Regions from separate parts of the Arabidopsis thaliana genome. Here region 2 is linked to region 1. A link is a contact called in public capture Hi-C data. All regions are on one chromosome and are shown on one strand. The core of a region is the stretch at or near the end of the contact, and the rest is flanking DNA. Distances in the headings are between cores, read along the strand shown.

The links. Capture Hi-C pulls out chosen DNA fragments and counts their contacts.
Region 2: a contact with region 1 is called in a capture Hi-C map of seedling, with 2.1 times the contacts expected there. A contact is called at or near these places in 1 of 26 Hi-C or Micro-C datasets (callus) and 2 of 3 other capture datasets (root and seedling).

The regions. Positions count from the first base shown.
Region 1 is chr3:16,776,691-16,780,679 of TAIR10.1, forward strand. It overlaps AT3G45700 (Major facilitator superfamily protein), which reads left to right and starts at 2,023. Exons shown (of 4, transcript NM_114439.3): 1 at 2,023-2,156; 2 at 2,239-2,456; 3 at 2,959-3,500; 4 at 3,574-3,989. The coding sequence starts at 2,075. It overlaps AT3G45690 (Major facilitator superfamily protein), which reads left to right. Exons shown (of 5, transcript NM_114438.1): 3 at 48-586; 4 at 660-1,113; 5 at 1,209-1,460. The coding sequence ends at 1,460.
Region 2 is chr3:16,963,692-16,967,727 of TAIR10.1, forward strand. It overlaps AT3G46190 (TRAF-like family protein), which reads left to right and starts at 1,414. Exons shown (of 8, transcript NM_001339236.1): 1 at 1,414-1,543; 2 at 1,912-1,930; 3 at 2,232-2,394; 4 at 2,501-2,667; 5 at 2,798-2,851; 6 at 2,935-3,085; 7 at 3,176-3,324; 8 at 3,497-3,654. The coding sequence starts at 1,469. The coding sequence ends at 3,654.

The DNA of each region.
Region 1 (3,989 bases), core at 773-3,272:
TTGTCTTGTGTGACTCACAAAGCTTACTAGTTGTTAAACGTTTCCAGGGCATCATTCTATTGACCATGATTACATCTTTGGACCACTTGAGACCTCCACCGTGTGAAACAGGGTCAATTCTATGCGAATCGCCATCAAAACTCCAGCTCGGGATCTTGTATATAGCCTTAGCTCTAGTGATCATTGGATCAGCTGGTACGCGGTTTACCTTAGCATCCGCGGGTGCAAACCAATATGAGAAACCTAAAGAACAAGGAAGCTTTTTCAACTGGTACTTCCTCACACTCTACACTGGAGCTATTACTGGTGCAACAGCAATTGTATATACACAGGAAAATGCTAGCTGGAAACTTGGGTTCGGTCTTTGCGCCGTCGCTAATTTGATCAGTTTCATAGTTTTCGTCTCTGGCAAGAGATACTACAAGCATGACAAACCAATGGGAAGTCCCTTCACAAATCTGATCCGCGTTGTAGTCGCTGCTACAAGAAAAAGGAAAGCTGTGATTTCATCTAGAGAAGAAGACTATCACCATGGGCTTGGAAGAGAAGGCAAGACATCTTCTGCAATGCCCTCCAAGAGCTTTAGGTGAAAAAACAAAAAAAACTTGCTTCATTCATCAAACTTAAAACAGAACTTAAAAGAGCTTTTACATGTGCAGGTTCTTTAACCGTGCAGCATTGAAAACCGAAGATGACTCAGTTAATAACAACTGGAGGCTATGTTCTGTTCAAGAAGTAGAAGATTTTAAAGCCGTTTTCCGAGTTCTCCCTCTGTTACTAGCCATCATCTTCGTTAGTACTCCCATGGTGACGCAAACAAGCTTGATTATATTACAAGCTCTAGTCACAGACCGCGGTCTCGGGCCTCACTTCAAAATCCCGGCCGGGTCCCTCCAAGTCATAGTAATCATCACTGCATGTATTGTTATCTTAATGAACAATTGCCTTGTCTATCCCATGTACCAGAAGCTAGCCCATAAGCCATTGACACCGCTTCAAAAAGTCGGTATAGGCCACGTTTTCATCATTTTAAGCATGGCGATATCCGCCATTGTGGAAGCAAAGAGGCTGAAAACAGTTACTAATGGCCATTCCATGTCAGTGCTATGGCTGGTTCCTCCCCTTGTGATAGTAGGAATAGGAGAAACGTTCCAATTTCCGGCGAATATTGAATTATTCTATAGAGAATTCCCCGAGTCTCTGAGTAGCACCGCGACTTCATTGCCTCAGTGGTGATTGGAATATCTTTCTACCTGAGCACAGCTCTGATCACTCTGATCCAGAAGACCACCAAGTGGTTACCAAATGATATTAACCATGGAAGAGTTGACAATGTTTACTGGCTTTTAGTCATTGTAGGAGTCTTGAACTATTTCCTTGTCTGCGCTTGGTTTTACAGATATAGAAACCTGAATGATGATGATGATCAGGAACAAGATCCAAAAGACGATACAACCTAAGACACAACGTGTTCTGTTCTTGTGGTTTTTGTTGTTTTGATCATCTTGAAAGACCCTTTTTTATGACAATAATCAGACAACAAAAACTCTTTCAACAACTACATAACCACTCTCACTATCTTGCTTAATTCTAACAGAGTTTGAAATGTGAGAAACGTGGTTTGGTTTTTTTTTTTGTTGGAGAAAAAGGAAATCATTTCTGTATTTCCTGATTCATAATTAATAATTTTAAGGTCTTATCATACAAAAGTGACTCAATGATTGGTCGAGAGTATATTAAATTTTAATAAAATTTATTTAAAGTTCTTGAATCTTTGTCTATTTATACTTTTCTTATGCTTGTGGAGTGGTTTACTGCTACTGAAGATAAGGCAAGATATGGGCGATTGCTTTTTAGTTGTTTATTACATTCACCAACCTGATATTGGCAAACGACACTAGGAGATGAACTGTCAGAATCTGATATGAAATTTTTGCCACCAAAAAAGATCACTACCAACATATAATAATTGATATGGATTTGCTTATATATATAGGTTACGGTTGTTATCTAAACTGCATTATAACACTCAAACACAAGTCAAAGTACCTCCTGCTTCCACTTGTTCTCTGCCATGGCTAATTCAGACTCTGGTGACAAAGAAGCGCATCGCTCTAGCAAGCATGGTGGCTGGATCACTTTACCGTTCATGCTCGGTTTGTGTTTTTGACTCTTTTGTTTATGTGAACTCAAAACATAAACAGATGTTGATGATTGTAAAGTTTTTATGTGGTGCAGTTACATTGTTAGGCATGTCGATAACTTATTTTGGATGGGTAATGAACTTGATCGTCTTCTTGATCGAGGAATTCAACATCAAGAGCATCGCAGCTGTTCAGATTTCAAATATTGTCAATGGAGTTGTCAACATGTTGCCTGTTGTCGCAGCCATCCTAGCCGATTCCTTTTTTGGGAACATTCCTGTCATCTCAGCCTCCGCTTTCATTTCTCTAACTGTAAGTTTTAACACTCACCAATTCTTTTATGTGTTATGAGTGTTTTAAAAACGGTATCGGCAGTTACTAGGCAACCGTTTTGACCGCCTAAAATTACACAGACCTAGTTTAAGGCGCTCAGACAATGCCTAAACAACTGTTTCGACCGCCTAAAATGTATATACGCCTAGTTTTAGTGCATTTTCTAATTTTCAAGTAGGTTTTATCTCTATATACATAGTTACAATCGTTCATATATTGTTTTGATGTACATTAAAGAAATGTTTTGTCTATACTTTGTTTACGATATTCTATTTTTATTTTTCTAATATGTATTTTATATAATGTTTTAAGTATAAGCTCATATTTCTAATGTTTTATGTAATAAATGTCTAAACTGGCTAAACTGCCTAAGGTTATCCGACTAAGCGTTTTAGGTGCTAGACACTAGGTCACCGCATGCCTAATGCTTTCTTAAACAACTTCTGATATAAAAGCTTACCTGTTTTGAAACATTTTTCAGGGAATATCGCTCTTGACTCTTATTGCATCTTTGGACTATTTGAGACCTAGACCGTGTGAAACGGGATCAATTTTATGCCAATCACCATCAAAACTACAACTTGGGATCTTGTATGCAGCCTTAGCTCTAGTGATCACTGGAACAGCTGGGACGCGGTTCATCTTGGCATCCGCAGGTGCAAACCAATATAAGAAACCTAAAGAACAAGGAAGGTTCTTCAACTGGTACTTTTTCACACTATATGGTGGAGCGATTACTGGCACGACAGCAATTGTATATGCACAGGACAATGCTAGCTGGAAGCTTGGATTCGGTCTCTGCGTCGCTGCTAACTTGATCAGTTTCATCATTTTCGTCGCTGGGAAGAGACTCTACGAGCATGACCAACCTTTGGGAAGTCCTTATACAAGTCTAGTTCGCGTTTTAGTCGCTGCTACAATGAAACGAAAGGCTGTGATTTCATACAAAGACGAAGACTATCATCACCGCGAGCTCGAAAAAGAGACCAAGACTTATGTTGCAATGCCCTCCAAGAGCTTCAGGTGAAAACAAAAAGCTTTCCTGATTCATGGAACTTAAAAAGAGAGCTAATAAAGAGGGATTTTTATTATGCAGGTTCTTGAACCGTGCAGCATTGAAGACAGAAGGAGACTCAAATAATAACATGTGGAGGCTATGCTCTGTTCAGGAAGTAGAAGATTTCAAAGCCGTTCTCCGACTTGTCCCTCTCTGGACATCTGTCATGTTCCTCAGCGCTCCCCTAGCGGTGCAAATGAGCATGACTGTCCTCCAAGCTATGGTCATGGACCGTAAACTTGGCCCACACTTCAAAGTCTCTGCTGGGTCTATGCAAGTCATAGCACTCGTCTCTGGATGCGTCTTTATCATACTTAACAACTGGACTACCTATCCCATGTATCAGAAGCTAATCCGCAAACCGCTGACACCGCTACAAAAAGTCGGGATCGGCCACGTTTTGACAATCTTAAGCATGGCGATATCAGCCGTTGTTGAAGCAAAGAGGCTGAAAA
Region 2 (4,036 bases), core at 164-2,663, 190 kb after region 1:
GCAAACGGAGTTTTGAATATTTGCCATACTTTTTTTAATCTTTCATACACTTCAAAGATATAAAACCTTTTCTTCTTTATTGTTCTTTGTCACACTTTTATAATCAAAAGACGAGGTTGTATTTATATATGAATTCTAGTTGACTTTTTGCCTATCCAATAAACTCCTAGCCACGTTAATTATGCATGACGACATATGTCTATCCAAATTATTTGCTAAAATTAAATTACGAAGTCCAAAAGTTTAATTTCGCTTTGCAAATTTAACTACATATTTTAATCTCGAGAAATATAAAACCATTCTTATTAGCAGGAAATTAGTGGTAAAATATGTGTAATGTTTTGTACTTTTACGATAAAATGTTTTTAGCTTAAACACGCAATTGTTGAAGAAGGCGAACTAGTTACCCGAGATCATATTTGGAAGAACTTGATGAAGTATGATCACGATCGAGATAACTCAACATTTATGACTACGCTTCAGCAATTGTTAATGCCAATAGGCCTCACGAGTACATGTTAATCTCCATCTATTAATCTAATTCATCAACAAAGTATATAATTTGTTGATAAATAATTAAGTATATTTATCGTTATATATATAACCACTATGTGGCCATGGTTGTTGGAATGTTGAAACTATATTCAGATTTATTAATGACCAAATGAAGCCGGTTGGTTTATTATTAAGTTAAAAAAGACTTAAAAATCTTGTACTTAAAAACAATTTGTGTCGACATAGTAACATAGTAACATAAAGAAAAAAAAAGAAAAAAAAAGAAGAGGATGCATGTCTCTAATTAGTTAGATGTAGAAATATAGAAATTTTAAAAAATGAAATAATGGATTTAACAATAATAAAGTCAGCAAAATATTACTATAAACAGATTTCAAACGTAATGATTTAGGTCTCATTCGATGGAAACTCTCATCAAAAGGAAAAAAATCAGATTTAAATTGAGTGTACAAACAAAGAAAAAAAAACATGGCGATGATAATGAATCCATGTTGGTTACAAACAATCATTCATAAGGAAAAATATATAGATTTACAATACAACAAAACCCTTTATCAAAAATGAAGAAGCTATTTTACAATAAAATCAAAGAGTTCATGTATTATCATTCGGGTAGCCAAAAATGTAAGTGTATTTTTCTAAAAGACTTTAGTTAGTTGATGTATCTTAAAATAATGTTTCCCTTTTCAAATTGTCAACTTATAACTTCACCAATGTCCCATCTTTAAAAAAGCTCCATAACACGACCAATTCACATAAACGACTCAAAAGAAAGTCTTTATTTATTTAGGGGAAACCTTTTATTATTTTTTGTTTGACGTCAAGAAAGTCTTTATAAAAGCTGAAACTATTGCTTAAATATCAGACACAAAAAGGCAGTTTTGAGAATATTTCCCAAGACGGAGTAAAACGTGGTTATTGTGAAGGACTCATTTTTCCCATCTGGTTTATCATGGAAAAAGATGCAATCAAAGAAGAAGAGATCATTAGCAATGATTTATTATGGAAAAAAGCTGATATCAAAGAGGTACTTTCTTTGGCTTCTATTTTCGGTTTGCGATAATCCATGAATTTTAGAGGGGTTGACTTGTTTAGTCTTGGAGGTGTTTCTTGATTAGTAATTTTTTGTGATGTATGATGAATTATGACGGTATTAATGCATGATTCATAGATAGTTCTTTTGAGTTTTGATGATATATATTTGTTGAGCCGTGAATGATCAAATTATATGAACACATCCTATTAATCTTCGAGTCATTTTTCTGAAATGGACCAATTTGTAAGCAAGTTGTGATTGTTAGTAGAAAAAAGTAACTAATGTCAATGACTCTTATTGAGTATTTGACTTTTTCTTATTTTATTTATTTTTCTTCATAATTTTCCATTTGAATACAGGAATCTGATATATCCGAAGGTACGCAAAGGATGAACTACAACAATTGTGTCAAAATTGAAAACTATATCATATAATTTTTCTTTCTTCATAAAAGCTCTACACCAACATTATTATTATTATTATTTACAAAAAATAAGAATTATTGTTCCAAATATTCGAAATCTTAGACATACATTATTAATATATTTTTTAGATCATCAAAATGTTCAAACGTAAACATACCATGGCTTTTAATTTTTTCTTAATATTTCTTGCTACTAGAAATAATAAGTTGATATATCAAAAATGTCTAAATACGAATTAAAAGTAACTTCTAAAGGGTCACAAAAACACGAGAAGCTCAAGACCGCTCTTCTACCATATTGGAGAGAACGTCCTCCAACAACTTACAGCGTCACGTTCGAGTCTTTTGGGAAAATGATGGAGCTAGTAAACAATGGATATTACGAGTCCCTTCCTTTCACTGTCGATGGAATCAACTGGTACGTCGTTTTCGTTAAAGACCATTACAACATTAATTTGTTACCTAGCTTATATATGTTTCTAATTGTAACCCTTATTCTTTTTCTTAAATTAACGTTTTAAAAGGACGTTCAAAATCTACCCTAACGGAAACTCGGACACCACAAGAGGACTTATTTATCTTTATGTAAAAATTGATGACTCAAGCATCACCGACCCACCATTAGATGTGTATGCGGAGATCAAGTTCTTCGTCTACAACTATGGCATTAGCGAGTATTATACATACCAAGGTACTTCAACTTAGAGGATTGATTCATTGGTATGTAATGTAAGACGAATGTGTATTTTCATTGGTTGTTGAAGAATTTACATAGCGATTTATGGCTCCAAGATTAACGTCGTTTTCCTTTGTTGTTGTAGAAGTCGAGCCGGTAAAGTTTGATAGTGTACAACAGGAGTGGGGAAGGTGGATTGGTCTTTCTACGGCATCGTTTTCCACGGCGACAATAGATCCATACAAATTCATTACCGATGGAGATAATGTGTGTTTGGCATAGATGTCTTCGTTGCTCAACGCAACAAATCAGAAGTTTTCTCCTATGATGAAAACATAAGCAACCCTGTTTTCACTTGGAGCCTCCCCAATTTCTCTACCCTCACTCTCGACTCTTACACATCCGACCCGTTTTCTTCTGGAGACAGAAACTGGTGACTCTCTCTCACTCTCTACATGTATGGGCACAAATACATTTTGTTATATATCTATGTGTTAGTAATTTATATGATGGTTTTAATTAGGGTTTTGAAAGTATATCCAAATGGAGATGGTGTTGGAAAGGATAATTCTTTGTCACTCTACTTGTTGAGTGAGTCTAATGAAAAGAATTACGTTCGAGCCACACTACGAGTTCTAAACCAAATCGGATCCGACAATGTGGAGAAGCCAGGTGAGTGGTTTAGTATGTTCTTTGATATACTCGATCATTTAAAGAGAGGAAGAAAACTTTTAGTTTGATATTTAATAACAAAAGAAATATCATTATACAAGTATATATCAAAATTAAATTATTATTTGTTTGAAGTTTTTCTTTTGTGGCTCTTTTGTTTTCTTATGGTAAGTTGAGGGATGGCCTAATGCAGCAGAAAATGGATGGGGTTACCAGGAGTTTATACCTCTCGCAGATCTTCAAGATGCAACCAAAGGTTTTGTTGTGGACGATTTGCTTGAAGTTGAAGTTGAGATCATGGCCATCTCTAAACAAACTCCAATTAATTAGGGCTTGTGAGCCCTAAAAGAACCTACGACCACTTTCGTTTTTTCTATTTGTGTTTTTGTTTACAATGTCATTTGTTGGAGGTTCAAACGGGAGATCTCTTTGGAAAAACTTGAGACGTTTTATCAATGGATCGTCAAAGGCTTCATGCATCATCTACTCGAAGCCATGCGAGACCCTCTACCTCTACTGTTTCTATATATTTCAAAATAAGAAAGGTTTCCATAAAACTCTTTTTCCACAATTTACTATGTTGTTTGTACTCTATGTCTCTCCAAAATTATAAAGAATATTAAAAAATACTTTTACGTACCCATTTATTTCATTATCCCTGATCGTTATATAATAAATCTGATATAGTTTTTAATATTCAACGCGACTACAC